Linked DNA regions of Pan troglodytes: region 2 is linked to region 1. Evidence: chromatin contacts called from public HiChIP or PLAC-seq data. All regions are on one chromosome and are shown on one strand. The core of a region is the stretch at or near the end of the contact, and the rest is flanking DNA. Distances in the headings are between cores, read along the strand shown. Region 1 holds the start of L3MBTL4 (L3MBTL histone methyl-lysine binding protein 4). Region 2 holds the start of TMEM200C (transmembrane protein 200C).

Region 1 (4,355 bases), core at 1,085-3,584:
CTTCCCACCAATACCCTTTCTTTGGAAACTGAGTGAGAGCACACTGCAGAGGTTAACCAAGCTTAACATTTCTTGTGACCCCAATATTGTACAGCAAAGTGCTAAGTGATTCTGCAGTCAAGGGTTACATGCAATACATCCTCAATGTTGCCTCACATCTAAGAGCATAATTAATAGCAGTTTTATGTTCATCTTCCTTCCTGCTCAACCATTACACACCAAGTCAGTGTAGTCGAATCCAATCCCTTTGGATACTCCAAGAAAAAAACCTCTCCTCTTTCAACCGTTTCTCCTAATTCTGTAGTAATATAAGGAATGCATTCCAAGTTTTTAATATTACCAAGCACCAAAAACAACTCTACTGTACCCACCACTTGTTTGTCACCTTAACCTTTTTAGGTGGAAGAGATTAGAAAACCGAAGAGCCACACTACACTTATTTCAGCCAAGGACTGAAACTGGAGCCTGCCACAAGCATCTTCTAGAACAGCTCCAACAGAAGGATCCAGGAGATGGGCCACCAGCAAGTCATAGTGGAGTCCAAGTAAGTGTGAAGTGAGAGCGAGTCTTCAGCATGGGAATGGCCGAGTGGGTCGTGGTGACCAGCTGCCTTCCTCTGACTGTTAAGTACAGCAGTCTCAACAGTAACAATGACCAGGCCTTCCCTTTATTTAGTTCCACCTCGGGGCATTGGCGCATTAAGAATGTCCCTCTACTAACACAGTGAAACCCCGCCTCTACTAAAAATACAAAAAATTAGCCGGGCGTGGTGGCGGGCGCCTGTAGTCCCAGCTACTCGGGAGGCTGAGGCAGGAGAATGGCGTGAACCCGGGAGGCGGAGCTTGCAGTGAGCCGAGATCCCGCCGACAGAGCGAGACTCCGTCTCAAAAAAAAAAAAAAAAAAAAAAAAAAAAAGAATGTCCCTCTAAAGGCATATGTAAGATAAAGCACACTTCGCACTTTAACCAGTGACTAAGGGAGATCAAAAGCAGGGGACAATACCCACCCGGAATTTGCGACCTCGCGAAAACGCTCTCACCAATCCCGCAGGTAAGTGCGGCGCTGGCCCAGGTGTGCCCAGCTCGACTCGCGTCCACCTGGGACCAAGCGGGCCCAAGAAGGCCCGGAGAGCAGGCGAGGGCGACTGTGGCCGGCGCGCCCCCCGCAGTTCCAGGCGGTGGCAGGAGCCTGAGAGCCGCCGTCCCAGGCTGGCCAGGCGCCCGCCCGCCATGCGCGCACTCCCTGGGCTCCCGCTCCCGAGGCTGGGCAGAACTCGCAGAGGAAGACAAGGGCAGAAAGCGGGTGGGGGGATGCAGCGCTCGCCCGTCCGGGCACACGACACTTGTCGGCTGAGGGGGACACGCGGGCAGACGGGGGCGTTAGCCCCAGAGGAAACAAAAGCCAAATGCCCACCGCCGGGCGCTCGATGGCCGGAGGACTGCCTGGGGGCCCTCAGGAGTCCCGTCCCGTCCCGCTCCCCCGGTCCCAGGCTGCGCTGGCTCTAGGGCGCCCAGGTAGCCGCGCCTGGCACCCCGACCCTGCCCTCGCGGCTGACCGAGGCGCCGGGCTCTGCGGCGGCCGCGCCCGTCCAAAGTAGGCGACAAGTGAGGCAGCGCCTCTCGCGGGGAGCCCGGCGCGCGCCCCGGCGGCGAAAGAGAAAGAGAAAGAGCCTGGGCCGGGACTGGGGCTATCCCCAACCGCCACCGCCCCCACCGGCCCGGCCCTCGCCGCGGGAGTCGTGCAGGCCCCTCTACCTGCCCGGGGATGGGGCCACCCCGCGCGGCGGCGGCCGTGGGCACCCACGCGGGCTCGCGACCATCCCACGCGGGCGGCGGCGTCCTTCTTACCCCCAGCGGAGCGGCGCCTGCCCGCAACGCCGACCGAGCTACAGGAGGGGGGCGAGTCGGAGCGCGAGGTTCCGCCAGCCCAGGCTGCGGCGCCGCTGCCCCGCGGTGCCCGGCGGGAGGGGCGCGAGGGTGCACGCGCGGGGTGGGGGCGCGGGAGCCGCCCCCTGCCCGCCCCGCGCGCATGCTCCCGCCGCACCTGCCTCGCTCAGTGTTCCACTCCCCGGGGAGCCGGGTGGCTCTGGGCCCGCCGAGGTCGGGGCTTTCCCATGGGAGGGAGGTGGCTGCGGCTGAATTTTCAGATGCGTCCTTCTCTGTATTCGTTCCCTGGAAAGGATTCCCCCAAATCTTGGCTACTTCCTGCCTGCCAGCTTGCTGCCTGGCAGCGAAGTCCCAGTAGCTCACCCATGCTTCATCCCAGCTCTTGGGGTTCACCGTCTGAAGGCTCTCTCCTCCGGATCCCTCTCGGTCCTGCTGCTCGCTCCGAATTTGCAACCTCCCCCATTCCACTTTCCTGCTCTTGACTTTGCTACTCACGAGTACCTGGATACCATTTCCAAATAAAATAATACTCTTTCCAAGTGGCAAGCAGTGTTTACTGACCCTGTTCTAACTGCTTGGAATTGAGCAGGAAACAGGAGCTGGGTAGATCCTGCCCTCATGGAACTTATGGCCTTACTGGCTAGCTTTGGCCTTTCTCAAAGCATTGTCTCCCAGTTTGGGAGGACTGTATTAAATCATTTATTTTGGCTTACAAATAAAGGTAGCTGATAATTGAAGACTATATGTTGTGACTTTTGAATGAAATGTTCTTTCATAGGATGCGTTGTGTATAAACCCTAGTATGCAAATAATAAATAGTAGGTACTAAATAAGTATTAGTTTGTTGCTTTCAGCAGGAAATTGAATCATTTAGCAGGATTAACAATGATACCATCCAAAATGATCTTTTTGGTTTGTCGTGGGCTACCATAAACAGAGAATGAAAACTTGCTTTTTAGGTGAGACTGGGCATTGTTGAAACATAATTTCGTGTCCTTACTGAAAAGAGAAATATAAACCCCTTTGCTAATGAAGTTTTTAAACTAGGAACAATGATCATAGAAATTTGTAAGTGCAAACACACGATTTGTGTTCTGTGCTCTAGTCAGTTAAGAAAAATATATTAGCCAGGTATGGCGGCTCACATCTGTAATCCCAGCACTTTGGGAGGCCGAAGAGGGCGGATCACTTGAGGTCAGGAGTTCGAGACCAGCCTGGCCAACATGGTGAAACCCTGTCTCTACTAAAAATACGAAATTAGCTGGGTGTGGTGGCAGGCGCCTGTAATCTCAACTACTCAGGAGGCTGAGACACTAGAATCGCTTGAACATGGGAGGCAGAGGCTCCAGTGAGCTGAGATAGTACCACTGCACTCCAGCCTGGGCAACAGAGCGAAACTCCAACTCAAAAAAAAAAGAAGAAGAAGAAAAAGAAAAACAAAAAGAAAAAGATATTAGAGACAAAGAGAAAAAGAAAGAAGTAGAAGACCTCAGTAGCGAGAGGAAAACATTTGAAACTCAGTTCCAACCAATTTTAACATTGTGCTAAGGACTTACAGTGTTGCATTACTGTGACAATGGGCATGCCTGCAGGTACCACCTTTGGTTGGATACTTGTTCACCAGATTGGATGAAATTAGAACGGGACTCAGCAGGTGAGAGTTCCACCTCCCTGCTACTCACAGGAACACAGATACCATTTTTGGTGAAGGATAAAGTGCTTCATTTATTGCAGTGTATCCCCAGTCCATCCCAGAGGTATTTATTTATCATTGGAGATTCTAGGTATTAGTAATAGAGATATCAAAATGCCCCCAGCACAGAAAGAGTTAAGTGCACTTCTGGTTCCACGAGCCCTTCAGAAAAGTGAATATTGATGTTATAATATATGAAATCAAAGAAGAAAGCTGGATTGAAATCCAAATAAAGTGAATTTACATCAGCCTATCTTCACTTCTTGGGGGGAAACAATTGTTTTTATAACATGTTTATTGATTATATTTGGTTTAAGTTTATGAAAGCAGAAACACTGATTTCAGGGGCTGGGTTTAAATAAGGAAAAGGATACACCAATGAAACAGGTTGAAACAGGCAGGAAACCTCATCTACAGCTACTTAAATGTAAGTGCATAGGTGCATAGTGCTGACAACATATGATTCTGTTCAGAGAAGCTGACATCTGTCTTAAACTATACTGTTATTCAAATTTTATGGAAATATAAGCAGGAATGCATTAGTACACTTCTTACAAAATTTTTGAAAAGCTGTTGTAGTAAATCCCTTTTATCTGAACAGCTGCAGATTAAAATGAAATAGCCATATTGTTGATTTTTATAACTTTGCTAATGATCCATCATGAGCAAAGGGGTTTATAGCATTGGTAGTTACTAGGCATTTTACTTTTATAATTCAGTTGAATCCAACCAACTCTCAATGCAAAGTTGACCAGATAGACAAGGATGGTTTATTG
Region 2 (4,355 bases), core at 1,242-3,741, 530 kb before region 1:
GAGTAGAACATTTTCTGTCCCATTAGTTGTTTTCCCTCCTATGAGATGCTAAAATCAAGGACATTGTATGAACTGAAAGACTTAGATATCACGCCCAAGCCTTTTGCTCTTCTATCCTTTATCAGATAATTCATGTTTTAGAATAAATTCCCCCTTGAAAATGTGTGGTAGGTAGAATTTTGCTTTTAATTGGTGATTGGGTGAAAGGCTTTGGCCCTTGAGTTCCTCCATTATATCAATATAGGCAGGATCTTTTCTCCATCAGTGGGAATGTAAATGGTAATCAGCTCTTTGCAATATTTGCAAATCAATATCTCTTTGGGACTTGGCTGGGTTTCAGTAAAGAGAAGCACCAGGTAGATAAGAGAGGGGTCAGTATAGAGAATACATCTATAAACCTTTAAGCTGCACCAGTAAGTACAGATTGAAACAAACAAAAAAAAGAGCTTACTGTCTATCTCTAATCCCAAATAAGTAAGCACATTTATTATGTGGCTGTAACATAGAGACTGTTGTTTTAAGTGATCCTTGGAGTCCAGCATCTTAAATAATCTGGAGATCCGTGGTTATCTTAAGAAGGCTTTAAGGACCAGACATTTTTTAGAAGCGAACTCAGACTCAGTTGGCAGGGTGGCTCTCCCACCGCAGAAAGGCTACATGTTTTGTTGGGCATTGATCAGGTGCACCGGGAGGCTGGATGCCTTGGGGGAGGAGGAAACCCACTTCGATTTCTCGTCAGCAAGGCAGCTTTGGCTCCGGTAGAATGTAAGGAAGGTTGGAATGGATTTCAACAGTCCTTTACCGCACATCTTTAAAATGAGTTTAATAGCTAGTAATTAAATCCCTCGTTTATTATTCCTTCAGCTCTGTTGAAGGCTGTACTCCCTTTTAATGTATCATCATCTGACACGAAATACAGACAAAGGTCAGATGCCACGGGAGACCCACCTTTGAGGTTTTCCTTTATACCTAATGAAAGAAAACAAACTTAGCAGTCCAGCTTGGCTGCCCTCGCAATTTACTGCCTGGAGCTGGTCTTACCGTGGTTAAAGAATGGAGGATGGGGGAAGCAAAGGAGGGATGTCTAAAAATACAACTGCTTCCAAGAGAGACATTCAAGTTCTCCGCTCATGATGGATTAAGCCCCACTCTGAGGCTCGGAGGCTCGGATCCCACAGGCTGGGAGCGCTGTGCTGTGCCCGGTACCCAACCCAGGTCCTCGACCCCGGCCCCTCACTGGCAGGGCGGCGACCTCCTGGCCCCTGGCTTTGGTCTGCTTATTGATGTTAGCTGGAGTCACATGAGTGCAGCAGCTGGGAGTCCGCCTCTGGAAAGAAGACAGGCAGGAGCCAAGTGAGGGCAATCCTGAACTAGCTTTTTCTGGGCAGCGCATCCCGTGTAGCCAGCCCAGGAAAAAGCCTCTCACCGAACACCAGCCCGGGGCGCGGGGGCTCGGGGACCCGAGGGGCGGGGAGGGGCCCCCAAGGGCTGGGGACTGGCAGAATTGCTCAAAATGGCAGCACTCTCCGCACACAAGATCGCTCACTTACCCAGGGAGACCGAGGGAGGTCGGGGCCGGCGAACGGGCGCTCGGGTGACACAAAGGAACCATGGAGAAACTTTTTCAGCCCGAGCCGACGGCGGAGCGCAGGGACAGCGCCCCGGGGCCCTGCATCCGAGCGCGGCTCAGCAGCCCCGCGGGGGCGAGCGCCCGCCCCAGGCTCGCAGTCCCCGCCGGCGCTGTGGCGGGAGCCATTTCCAAGAGTTTCCAAGAAGTGTCAGGTCCTCCGCATCCCGCATCCCGCCTCGGAGCCCTCCTCTCCGCCGCTCATCCTCCAGCTCCCGGCGTCCCCTAGCGCGGCGCTCCCGGGCGGGCCCCTGCGGCCGCGCCGCCGGCCCTCGCGCCTCTTTTGTGTGGCTGCGGCGCGCCGGGCTCCGCCGGGTGGAGTTGAGCCCGCGGCGGCGGCTCGGGGCGGCCGGACTGGCGGCTGTTGCTAAGAGACCGGAGCCATGACACAGGGAAATTGCGGCAGGGTGGCGGTCGGGGCCCGCCCGGCTCGGCGGAGTCGGGGGGCGCCCCCGCCCCCGCCCCCCGCCCCACCCCCTCGCCCCCCGCCCCACCCCCTCCTCCGGCGCCCCCCCACGCCGCCGGCCTTCCCCGCTGCCCGGCGTCCTCCGCCGCCCGCCGGCCGCCGCCCGCCGCCCGTCCCTTCGGAAGCGCCGATTTCTCGGGGAGGAGGAGGCGTGAGGGGAGGCGGCGGAGGTAGCCGGCACGGGGCGCTCGGGCCGCGGGGCAGGGGGCGCGGGGTGCCTCCTCGGCCTCGGCTCTCCCCGCCCCGGGGCGCCCCGAGACCGCCGCCTGCCTCCGCGGGCAGCTTTGTTCTTCTTTCTTCCAACTACCTGTCTGAGCCGCGGGCCCCAGAGGCCCCAAAGAGAGGCCCGGAGGGTCTCCCCAGCAGCATCCGAGGGGCGCTCTCGGGGAGCTAGGGGCCAGAGTCCGCGGTCCCTCCGTGCCTGCCTCCCTCCCCTCGTGCCTCGGTCTTTTGTTGCCTCTACTCCTCGGCACGGCACAGCCTGGGCTCTTTTCCCCCTCCCGCTTGGGAGTTTGCAGTGTGGACGCTCGGCGAGCACAGTAAGTTGTCCCCCAGCGAACTCGGGCCCGGGCGGAGTGGAGCCGCCCCCGCCGAGACGGGCGCACCGCGGGACGCTTGGAAGCCTCTGTCAGATGTGCTCGCGCTTCAGCCCCGCCGGGCTTTGTGACCAGCCTGACCGGGACCCGGCAGCTGGGGCTCCTCGGAGATCAGAATGGGCTCCGGGGCTCTTCCTTGGGCAGCCCCTCCTGCTCCTCCCCGGTGCGGTAATCAGCAAGCATTAAAAGGAAAACTATAATTCTCCAGGAATCAGGAATCAGGGTTAGAATCAAAGAGGGGAGGTGGGGGTAGGGAGGATGTCCAAACTCCCTACGTCATTTAAAAAAGAGAGAAGGCGAGAGAGAGAGAGAGAGAGAGAGAGAGAGAGAGAGAGAGAGATCCTGTTTCCTAGTTCATCCCTGTCTTCTCAACTGTAAAGTAAAAATGACAGGGAAAAGAGAATTTCAAAGTGGAATTTCCCCAAAGAGTATTGAGAAAGTGAGAAAGATTTCATTTATCTATTGAAATGAGGCAGCCAGGATTCAGGAAGAAAGGAACAGAAGAGCAGATGAAGCAATTGCTGTCTGAAATTTTGGATCCAGACAAATATTTTGGTGGTGGTGGGTGTTATATATTCTGAGTTTTGCTGCTTAGGGGTCCACAAAACCCACACAGGAGGGCTCTGCTGCCCGCAGCTCCTGTTACAAGATTGTTCCCCACATACACAGCATTCACTTGTGCTTAAATCTAGAGCAGACACTTTTCAAAAAGAACAATAAAGACAACCAATTTACAAGTTCAATGATATAAATGTGAACAGTGATCTAAGAGATGGGGATAGAGACGGTGGGGGACAGGAGGGAACGAAGCAGAAGTGTTTTCTAAAAGGCAACCCTGCATTCACCTGTTGGAAAGGTGGCCTCTGTCACCCTTTTCAAGCAAATAACGAATCTGAATGATGATCAGGGTGTCCGGAACCCACCGCCTTCCCCCTACCTATTCATGCTCAGATTCAGGCTATTAGAAAACAAACCATAATGAAGGGAAAGTTTTAAATCCCACATTGGGTTGTTTCCTTTCAGAGAAATCACTGCAAAGGAGAAATAATAAGATCTAGTTGTCGTTTTCTAAAGCCTTTTTGGCTCTGAACTTCCAGATCTCCTGAATCCCAATAATAATCTGGTATTTTTTACAAAGATTGGGCCTACAGTCTCATTTCATTGCACAGCTAGCTGCCAGAGTCTATGGGCGGCAGTTCCTGTGCTCTGTTTGCTGGGCTGTACAAACAGGAATAATACTGCAGAACTTCATTAGGATTTTAGGTGGATTAAACTGCTAATAGTTTCAAGTTTCTGTGTAAATTATAGCCATCATTTGCACATTTAAAACTCATTTGAGGGATTTGGAGAAGAAAAGAATTCTTTTCTAGACAAAGGGCCTTGGGACATAGCTAGTTTTGTCTTATGTTGATGATTGCAACAAAATTTATGGCTTATTACTCAAAGGCTTCCTTCCAAACTGCGCTTTTTGGAACTTTGAACTGTTTAACCTGAATGTTATCACGTTCAGTAATTTTCTTTGTTTTCAGCTCATGGTATCAGAGGAAATCAAGCAGATCACATCTGTTTCCAGCGGAGTCCGTTATCCCCTCTGTAATACAGAATCAACATACATTCCCAGGGGCTTTCAAGTTATTAGAGTTATTTTTAAAGGAACAAGGATACT

The links. HiChIP or PLAC-seq counts read pairs in DNA pulled down with a chosen protein or histone mark.
Region 2: an H3K4me3 HiChIP or PLAC-seq map of stem cell-derived excitatory neurons shows a contact between it and region 1, with 3 times the contacts expected there. The contact joins the promoter of TMEM200C here to the promoter of L3MBTL4 in region 1. A contact is called at or near these places in 1 of 7 Hi-C or Micro-C datasets (stem cell-derived neural progenitor cells) and 1 of 1 datasets of contacts at active chromatin or transcription factors (stem cell-derived excitatory neurons).

What each region holds. Positions count from the first base shown.
Region 1 is chr17:24,476,889-24,481,243 of NHGRI_mPanTro3-v2.0_pri, reverse strand. L3MBTL4 (L3MBTL histone methyl-lysine binding protein 4) reads right to left here and starts at 2,334. Exons shown (of 19, transcript XM_063795947.1): 1 at 2,250-2,334.
Region 2 is chr17:25,006,356-25,010,710 of NHGRI_mPanTro3-v2.0_pri, reverse strand. TMEM200C (transmembrane protein 200C) reads right to left here and starts at 2,491. Exons shown (of 3, transcript XM_054672323.2): 1 at 2,401-2,491; 2 at 1,551-1,994. It overlaps LOC112206267 (a long non-coding RNA gene), which reads left to right and starts at 2,544. Exons shown (of 4, transcript XR_002940497.3): 1 at 2,544-2,632.